2 separate regions of the Oryctolagus cuniculus genome follow, and region 2 is linked to region 1. A link is a contact called in public Hi-C data. All regions are on one chromosome and are shown on one strand. Each heading gives the region's core, a stretch centred on a gene start, on an enhancer-like site or on the middle of the called end of the contact. The rest is flanking DNA. Distances are from core to core; before and after follow the strand shown.

Evidence for each region. Hi-C and Micro-C count contacts between places; a contact is called where the count stands out from the background.
Region 2: a contact with region 1 is called in a Hi-C map of an unstated tissue, with 1.6 times the contacts expected there. The contact joins the promoter of JADE1 here to the enhancer-like site in region 1. A contact is called at or near these places in 3 of 6 Hi-C or Micro-C datasets (ear pinna, psoas muscle and an unstated tissue).

Annotation. Positions count from the first base shown.
Region 1 is chr8:35,908,380-35,913,278 of mOryCun1.1, reverse strand. It overlaps JADE1 (jade family PHD finger 1), which reads left to right. Exons shown (of 11, transcript XM_051819883.2): 6 at 980-1,191; 7 at 3,917-4,084. Among named protein-coding and RNA genes, the nearest start is that of JADE1, 43 kb to the left of the region's middle. Within about 2 kb of position 2,903, at least 1 of the 8 cell types and tissues checked has an H3K27ac peak or open chromatin away from gene starts, as enhancers often do.
Region 2 is chr8:35,951,326-35,956,224 of mOryCun1.1, reverse strand. JADE1 (jade family PHD finger 1) reads left to right here and starts at 2,580. Exons shown (of 11, transcript XM_051819883.2): 1 at 2,580-2,669.

The DNA of each region.
Region 1 (4,899 bases), core at 1,654-4,153:
GGCATTTGCAAAACCATTAGAAGACACTGGGTTGTGCCTGGAAGTGGAGAAACCATCTACATGATCATTAATTAGGGTGGGTTTTTTGAATGTGTGTTTAGGGCTTATTATCACAGCATCATAATGTGTTCCTCAGATTTTTAAAAACTTGAGTCAATTTGATTTTAAAATTTATGATAATGCATAAAAGTTGTTGGAGACTCTAATAGCATTTCCATTGTTTTCCTGCCACTTGAATGTCCTGTTTGAGTATTTTTTATAGCCTGTTTCTCCTGCCCACATGAGTATTTTTAATGTAGGAGGTTTGGAAAATATCCACAAAGAGAAGAAGAAAAAAAAATCTTAGCCCAGCACCAGCTATAACCACGATATCCACTTGAAATCTATTTTTGATCATTCTTGCCTAACAGTGCAGTTTCTTTAATTCACAGTGAACTGTCTCCTTGGCTTCAGTCATGTCCTTGTATTTCAGTCTTTCACGCATCTGATTAACTATGCATTTCAACTCAGTACAATTCCAGGGGCGAGGAGGGATAAACCAGTTAAAAGCATTTGAGTGCTCACAGTCAAATCTGGTGCCAAGCACTTTGCAATGCCAAGAAAGGAAGGTTTTTTAAAAACACCCAAACCATAACTTGTGGTCATGGTTTTGAAGTCACTTACACGGTAGTTGCTACATATGATAAATATAATGAAATGACTTACTTAACTCTATATGTATTTCATATCCTTGAATCCTTCAGGGGTTTATCTTTTGCTTTATTTCTTGCATGGAAGACTCCTTCTGCCTTTAATTAATTTAAAGATTGATTGATCCTTGGAAGGATCTGAGAGGCATTCAGTAGAAAAGCTGGGGCCACTCACCGATTTATTCAGGGTATTTAGCCACTGTGAATTGTATAAGTATAAAGAATTTTTTAATGATCTCATCTGTTAATACAGATTTATTAAAGTGGGTCTTGTGGCCTTTTTCCTTCAGGAATGCCTGAACTGGATGAGTACACCATGGAGCGGGTGCTGGAGGAGTTTGAACAGCGATGCTATGACAATATGAATCATGCCATAGAGACTGAGGAAGGCCTGGGGATCGAGTATGACGAAGATGTTGTCTGTGACGTGTGCCAGTCGCCTGACGGCGAGGATGGCAACGAGATGGTGTTCTGTGACAAGTGCAACATCTGCGTGCACCAGGTGCGCCTGGTGGGGAGCCCGGCTGCCCACGGGGGGGTGCCGCCGGGAGCCCGGGGCCCTTCTCCCTATGGGGTGGTCCATTCTCCTCGTCCTAAGTGATTTGAAGAAACGTGCTGTATGAACATCTTTTTTATTCCCTCTGGTAGCTTCTTACAGGGTTGGAAATATTTCTTGCTGCTTTTACAACCAGAAAGCGAGGATCCAATTAAGAACAGTGCGAAAACAAAGCAACCCTTGAAAAGGCAGTTAGTATGTTACGTTAGTTTCCAAAATACTACAGACCGAGTGGTTTAAAGCAGCAGAAGTTTATTGTCTTATGGTTCTGGAAGCTTGAAATTCTAGATAAAGTTCAAGGTGAAGTTCAAGATAAAGGCGTCGTTGGGGGGCCATGCTCCTGACTTCTCCTAGTGGATGGTGATCCCCAGCACCTTTGGCTGGCCTCCTAGGCTTAACAGCTGCCCTTGTGGTCACATCAGCTGTGTGTGTGTGTGTCTTCACTATCAGTCACATATCTTAATCACATATCTACAGTGATTCTGTTTCTAAGTGAGGTCACGTTCTAAGATGGTTTCTGTGGGGGCAGAAAGTAGCCCCTTGGTGATAACGTTCCTGATGGTGATAGGATTTGCTTGCCACAGAAAGGTAAATCCATAGGACTAAAGTGCATTACTTCATGCAGTAATGAAGTTTTAAGATGTGCATGGAGATGGGTGTCCACACACGCCCTTAGCATTTAATAGGCCATCGTCCTGGCTATTGAATCCTTTGAATCCACCTGTGGATGCTGAGATTTAAAAGACCTCTTTAAAGGCTGCTTGCTGGGGTGACCTCAGGAAGAACGCAGTTTACTCCGTGAAGTTCTGGATTGTTCTTTTTTTTTTTTTTTTTAATTTTTGATAGGCAGAGTGGACAGTGAGAGAGAGAGAGACAGAGAGAGAAAGGTCTTCCCTTGCCGTTGGTTCACCCTCCAATGGCCGCCGCTGCAGCCGGCGCACCGCGCTGATCCGATGGCAGGAGCCAGGATCCAGGTGCTTTTTCCTGGTCTCCCATGGGGTGCAGGGCCCAAGCACCTGGGCCATCCTCCACTGCACCCCCTGGCAATAGCAGAGAGCTGGCCTGGAAGGGGGGCAACCGGAACAGAATCCGGCGCCCCGACCGGGACTAGAACCCGGTGTGCCGGCGCCGCATGGTGGAGGATTAGCCTATTGAGCCACGGCGCCGGCTTGTTCTTTTCTGTACGATTTGTCTGCCTCTTGGGCTTTATTGGAGTCTGAACATTCTGCCAGCCGTGCCCGTGTCCCGGCTCATCCTGACAAGGAGACCACTGCTGTGGTCCTCTTGCGGCCCACCATGGACCTGGGTTTTCAGGTTGTCTGGCAAGTTTCCCTGGGGTAGTGGAGACTTCTCGTGGTAGTTTTGCGATATTGTGATTGCTGCTTGTTTGTCGCGGATGCTTCTTGTATTTACTTGGATGACTTTTTAGTATTTTTCCTGCTGTTCTACGTATTTTCCATTCTGCTTGAGAACCAGTTAAACCCCTGTTCTATGAATGAGCTACAGGGCATCAGGGTCAGGGGGAGGGCGGGCTGCAGAGGGCCCTGGATCCAGGGGCTTCTGACACTGCTCCCGTGGCTGTCCCTTCCGCCATCCGTGTAAGTCTCTTCTCCTTAGCATTTACTGCGTTTTTCTTTGGGGAAACTCCTCCATGGCTTGTCGTGAAGACAGTCTTCACTGGATCTTTAGAACGACCTCGGGCCTGCTTTTCCAGTGTAGAAATGACGTCTTCCAGATGAGATTCTCCAGAATGTCTGTTACAGACCTTTAGTATTTGAAACCTTAATAGTTGTGCTCCATTTAAAAACCCCTGTTTTTTCCACTAGGTCGGTGTGGACAGTGGCTTATTCATGGCGCCGCCCGCGCTCGCGGGCCTGGTGTTACCGTGCCGCGCCCGGCACTCATCCTTGTGGTTTCCTCTCTGCGTCCCGAGCGCTCCGATGGCGGGGCGGCTGTGTTTTTTCTGTCTGGAGGCTTCGATCGAGCTCTGTTGCCGTGACTCTCGGCTTCCTGACTTCCAGTTCATTTAAGGATAAAGTTCGGAACAGTTGGTTTCTCAAGGCCGCTCTGAGTGTGCTCCTGGTGCCGCCGCGGTTTCTGTTTCCCCACTTATTTAACACTCGCCTCTTCTCTCTTCAAACTCTCTTAATTACCTCCATTGCAAAAGCCTTGATTTCTGCATTTTATGCCTTTTTGTGGTAATTTTTGCCATCCTGGGCAAAATAGGCTTTGTTTTAAATATCAGCTCAGAAGACCAGAGTCTGTCTCTCTTCGATCGGCTCATTTTTCTCTGTCTTTTGGGTTCCCTTGGGACAGGAGTGGGCTCTGGTGAGTGTGCGTGCCTGGCCTGGGGACAGCCTGAGCTGCTTCCCCTTTGTACCGCCGCCTCGCTGGGGCAGCCCTGGGGGACCGAGTGCCTGGTTTCCCCTCACTACGGGGAGAAGCTCACCTCGCAGGCCTTAACCCTGCGTGGCGCGTTGAGGATTTCTGTGCTCAGTGACTGCATGGGTGTCCTCAGAGCACAGACACCCTGGGGTCCCGGAGGCCGCCTGCAGGGAGCGGGTCCCCATGTGGCAGCCCTGCTGGGAGTTTTTACCTTGCTGGGTGTCACGGGGAAAATCGATCCTCTCTGTTTCTCTGTCTCCCTCGGGGCCGTGCCGCGGCGTTACAGGCCTGTTACGGAATCCTCAAGGTGCCGGAGGGCAGCTGGCTGTGCCGGACGTGTGCCCTGGGTGTTCAACCAAAATGTTTGCTGTGCCCTAAGAAGGGCGGGGCCATGAAGCCCACCCGCAGCGGAACCAAATGGGTCCACGTCAGCTGTGCCCTGTGGATCCCCGAGGTGAGTGTGGTTCTTTACAGCAGCTTCTCCGGAGGTGCTGGGGCCTCTTACCTGGGGTTGGGCAGGTGGGGGGAAGGACACCCTGTAGTTGTGTGTCCCCGCACCTGACTCCGGGGCGCCTCGCTGCTGTGTGTGGGCAGATCTGGCAGCAGCGGCGGCTGGGCTCGGCCGGATGGTGCTCACGCCTCGCCCTGCCTGCCCGTCAGAGCTGCCATCCCATTGCATATGCCCCCTCCCCGGCACAGACCTGAGCATTCGGTGCCTGTGGTTTGGGGGTGCCCGTATCATTCCTCCAGGATGGGCTGCAAATCCTTGTGCTTGGCAAGCCCTGCTCAAGGCGCCACTGTGGTTTAAAAACAAAAAAAAAACACCACTCTAGGTCACACTTTTGTGGTTTTTATTTAAATTCTTCCTCAGCTTCAACCTTTTTAATTTCAGGTCTGGTCTAATTTATTTCGAGTCCCAGACCTTGACTAATTTAATTTGCATGGCTCGCTGTGAGCATATCATTTGTGATTCAGATTCCAGCATTTTGGGGGTGTGATTTTGGTGCATTTTTCTTCCTGAGGAGAATTATCTGGGGAGGATTTGGACCGAGGTTTCACGATTCGGGGCTCAATAGCCCTGGACCTTGTGGTTTGGTATTAACAGGATACAGCTCAGTGATCTGGGCTGAATGCGAAGATGATACCTTCTTTATCTTGGTAAATTTCCACTTTGAATAATGTTTTCTGAGAGAGGATTAAAAATAGCTTACATTTACTCCACTATTGACAGCCTATTGAAATAAATTTAAGGTAGGTGTTCAGTCTTGA
Region 2 (4,899 bases), core at 1,331-3,830, 43 kb before region 1:
GAGAAGCCTGACAGGGGGAAGAGGGTGAGAGAGTAAGAGAGAGAGAGAGAGATGTGTGTGGGAAGCAGGTCCTATTATATCTTTGCAGGGGGCAGGGAAATAGGAGTAGCAAATCCCATTAGGGTGGGGGTGGAGCTGACACCTGTGGTTGGGCCATCTGGTCACCTGGCACCATTTTACTACCAATGCCCACTCCTGAAATTCTTTATTTTTTTAAGATTTATTTATTTTATTTGAAAATCAGAGATACACAGAGAGAGGAGAGGCAGAGAGAGAGAGAGAGAGAGAGAGAGAGAGGTCTTCCATCTGCTGGTTCACCCCCAATTGGCCGCAAGGGTTGGAGCTATGCCCATCCAAAGGCAGGAGTCAGGAGCTTCTTCCCGGTCTCCCACGTGGGTGCAGGGGCCCAAGCACTTGGGCCATCTTCTGCTGCTTTCCCAGGCCATAGCAGAGAGCTGGATCAGAAGTGGAGCGGCCAGGACATGAACCGGCGCCCATTTGGGATGCTGGCACTGCAGGCGGCAGCTTTACCCGCTACGCCACAGTGCTGGACCCCTGAAGAGTCTTTAAAGCAAAATGACAGAAGTAAAGCTGAATGGAATTTTAAAAAGTTGCACTTTTCCACGGAGAAGTGATTAAGGAAGAGACAGACACAGAGGTGGCAGGGTGGGAGTGGGCAGTTTCTTACTGCCAGGGACTGCTCTAGTAGTTTGACGTGGTTATCTCATTCCTCTCAACAGTCCTTCAGGTAAGAGTCCAGCCATTAATCTCATTTCATTACCTGGGAACAAACTGAGGCTTGGGGAAATCCTGTAATATATGTTGCAACCACAACACATGCTGCTAACTGCGAGAGCCATATCCAACCTAGGGATTGTCTGGCTATGAAGCCAGTGGACTTTTAAAAAAAATTGTTTTATTTTATTTAAAATGTTGTCTTTATTTAAAAGGCAAAGCAAGAGCAAGAAAGAGAGAGCAAGAATAGCAAGAGCGAGATAGAAATCTTACATCTGCTGTTTTTTTCCCAAATCCCAAAATGCCCACATTAGTCAGGACTCAACCAGGCTGAAACCAGGAACCTGGAACTCCACCTGGGTGTCCCAAAGAGGTGGCAGGCACCTAAGCACTTGAGCTATTGTCTGCTGCCTTCCAGGTTCTATTAGCAGGAAGCCAGATTGGAAGCAGAGTAGCCAAGACTTGAACTTGGACTCTGATATGGATGCAGGAGCCCCAAGTGTTTGTAAATTAACTAGCTGTGCCACGATGTCCACCCTTTATTATTTATTTGAAAGACAGAGAGACAGAGACACACAGAAAGAGAGAGGGAGAGAGAAAGAGCTTTGCTCTGCGGCTTCACTCCTCTAAATGCCTGTAACAGCTTGGCCAGGCCCAAGCTGGGAGCTGGGAATTCAACCTGGGTCTCCCATGCTGGTGGTAGGGACTCAACTATTTGATTCACCACTGATGCCTCCCAGGGTACACATTAAAAGGAAGTTGGAACTGGAGCTTAGAATTGAACCTAGGCACCCCCATATGGGACACTCAAATAGCTTCTTAACTGCTGTGCCAAATGCCTCAGGTGCCTGCCCCTGAAGCCTGTGTAATTTTACTTTTGCAGACAGTATGTACAGGGTGCACCACTGAAAATAACAGTGACTGCAGTATAATACCTTATGCTAATAGTAACGATGATAGCTGCCATGTGGCTTTTCCCAGCTCTTAACAGCATCGCCCGTATTTACACTCTAGTAAAACAGGAGAGGAAGAGAGAAGGACATGTACTTAAGACTTCTACTGGCTTACTTTGTTTTCTGGAAATAATTGAAATACCCAATTAGTTTTGTTTGCCATTTATGAGATTATAATGTTCTAGATGTGGGTGTATGGGTTGGTGTGTGATTGTGTGAAATCAAATCTGATATATTCAGAATTATTGCAGTGGATAAGTATGCCTTTTGGGCTTGATATTCAATTTTGTAATTAGTAATCACTGTTCCCATTTATTGAATGGGAGTTTTAATCTGTACTTTTTCCCTTTTCCTTTTGAAGCTCAATGTCACACCCACCCATGTTTCCTTAGGGGACCTGTGAAAAAAATCTGTTACCCTACATTTAAAAGCAAGTTTGTATTCTGTGGAAAACCAGTAACCACTTATTTTTGCATATAAATACCCCCCCAAATGAATCTATTATGATGAATTTTATATTAGTCTCAAGTTCTAGTTTTAGCATTAGGCTGGAACCTCATATTTGGAAGATGTCCAGTCCTATAGCACTGTGGTATCTATCTAAAAATGCTCACGTATCTCTTGATGGACTAATATCCATTTGCAACGAGTAGTTAGTTCCACGTGAATCTAGGTGAAGAGGGTGTTCCTTTTCTAGAAGTAGATTACCTGTTTACAAACGTCATTCTAATCCGCAACTCCCTAAAACTGTTACTATAAAAACAATAGAACTATTCTGCCGTTCCGCCTAAAAACAAAACCTTTCACCCAAATTACACGCCTTACTAGCCACATTTTTACCTCCATGATGTTACGCTAATTTGAAAGAATGTATTTCTAAAGCTCAGACAAGAGTTGGAACTGGGACAGCAGCTCGAAGAGATCCTTTCAAAGCCCACTCCTGCGCCTTGGAGACACCTCAAGAATTCGCAGGCTGCAAAGGTAGGTGACGGAAGCGACCTCGGGAGCTGCGCACCGCCGCTCTCGGCGAGCGCCCGCGGACACAGGCCGAGCCAGCAGCGGCGAGGGCCGCGAAGAGTTAACCAGGGACCGAGCCCCCCGCGCCGCGGGCTCCCCGCGCTCTCCCCCGCCCGCCCGCCCGTCCCCACCCTCTGCTTTTGGCAAGGGATTAAAGTGCTCCCCCCTGTGGCAGCAGTGACCCAGAAATGAGTTTGATTCACACAGTCCTCCCTCCATAACAAGCCCAACGCCCGTCCGAGAGTGCCTCCGTGCGCGAGTGCCGGCTGTGTGCGCGCCGGCGAGAGCAGGGGCCCGCCCGGCTCCCGCCCGTCCGTGCGCCGCGGCCCGAACTCATGCGGCGCGGAGCCCAGCGCTTCGGCCGAACCCCTCCGCAGCAGGTAGGCGCGCGGGCCGCGGGGGCGGGGGGCGGCGCGCGGGTGTCCGCGCGTGTCCGCGTGGGGGTCCGTGTGCGCGTCCTGGGCCCGCGGCGGCGGCGGCGGCGGCGGCGGCGGCGGCTGCGGCGCGGCGGCGGCTGCAGGACGAGCCCAGAGGCTCAGCCATATTTGATGGTTTTGTTGCTTTGCTCGGGAGTTCTCGGGAGTAATTTAATGCCGAAGGTCGCTGCCTAGTGGAAATAATATAGTACGTCATTAATATGGCGCCAAAAGATTGGGTTGTCGATATGCAGCGAGGAGGGAGGGAGGCAGCCGCCGGTGCCGCGTTACTATCCCACCAGTAACTTGGGCATTGCCGGGGCGGGGGCCGGAGGAGGAGGAGGACAGGATGGTTTTTGGATCCTGAAAATTGATCTGTGTTGGATCCGTAAGTTTTATTGTGATGGTGATTTTTTTTTTTTCCATATCGCGAGGCTGAAGACTTAGCTTTCTCTTCTTTCGAATTTGCGAAGAACATGCCGGTTTCAGGTGAATCGTCAATTAAACGCGTTTAGGAGCAGGAGCCCAGTTTAGTTGGCTTTAGTTGATAGAATTTTCTCAAAAGCCAAAGTGCATTTAGGCTGCATGAAAGTGGAAAGCATAGTAGCAACTTGGTAGACAGATGGCAATGGCAGAACGCAGGTTCGCGTACATATATGAATCCAGAGTACGTGTGACCGTGTATGTATGTGCGTGTTGGTGGTGGGGGGGTGGGAAGGAGGACTGTATTTGTCCAATCATAGGTGTGTGAAGGTACATCCGTGCGGGGTGGCCGCAGTCCTCGCTCTTGTCACCGCGTCACCACATGTCCAAAATATTCATTGCATCAATTCAAGGGCAGTGAGCAAGGGGGTGGAGGGACAGCTTGGCAATGAGATTCTTCCAAAATGAGATTCCAGGGATCAGATCTTTTACTTGCAGCAGGACCATAAAGTGTAAAACCCTTCACTGGTCAAATCGGGCAGGAGTTGCATTGGTAGAGCAAAGTACCGATTAATCATGAACTTAAAACGGATTGCAAATTGTAACCTTTGGCACCATCTGCTGATTGTGGGGGTAGGGTAGGGGGGTCCCTTGGTCTCTTGCTGCTCTCCATGAACGTGCAGTGTGCACCCCGGGACTGCAAGTTGCAAAGCCTTTCAGTGCACGTGTCTTGTGCCTGTGAGTGTGTGTTTGTGAGTTGGGGGCTGCCGTTCGGTAGCCAGCAGGCTTTCCGGGTTGCTCGGCACTGGCTTGCAAATGCGGGAGAGGGATGGAATGTGGAATGTTGACCGGGGAACCGAATCCTGTCGGAACGGTCCCATTTGCTGGAGAAATTCGATCCCTTCCACCTCCTTCCCGCTCCCCCCCCCCCCCGCCCGCCTTCGGGCAGGAGGCGGGGCTGAGGACGCGGCTGCTGCTCAAAGTGGCGGAGCGCGGCGGCGGGAGGCAGGTGCACGGCACCCGCCAGTGGGGGTGCCTCAACTTCCGCGGGCGTTTAAATAGCAGCCTCTCTCCCCTCCCACCGGTAATAGGTGATCTGGCGGCCGCGGGCGGCGGGGGGAAGGGGCTGGGGGAGACCCGGGAGCGAGCCTCCGCGGCACGTGGGCAGGTGCTGGGTGGCCTCGGGGCCAACTTTTGTAGCCCGCCTCTGGTGTTGGAAGAGAGGCGGCCCAGTGTGGAAATGGGGTCGGGCGGCGACCGAGGCGCGGCCTCTCGGCCACGGCCAGAGCGTCACCTAACGGTCCCAGCAGCGCTGCCGGGGCCCAGGATTGGGGGATTGCGGGGGCGGGGACGCC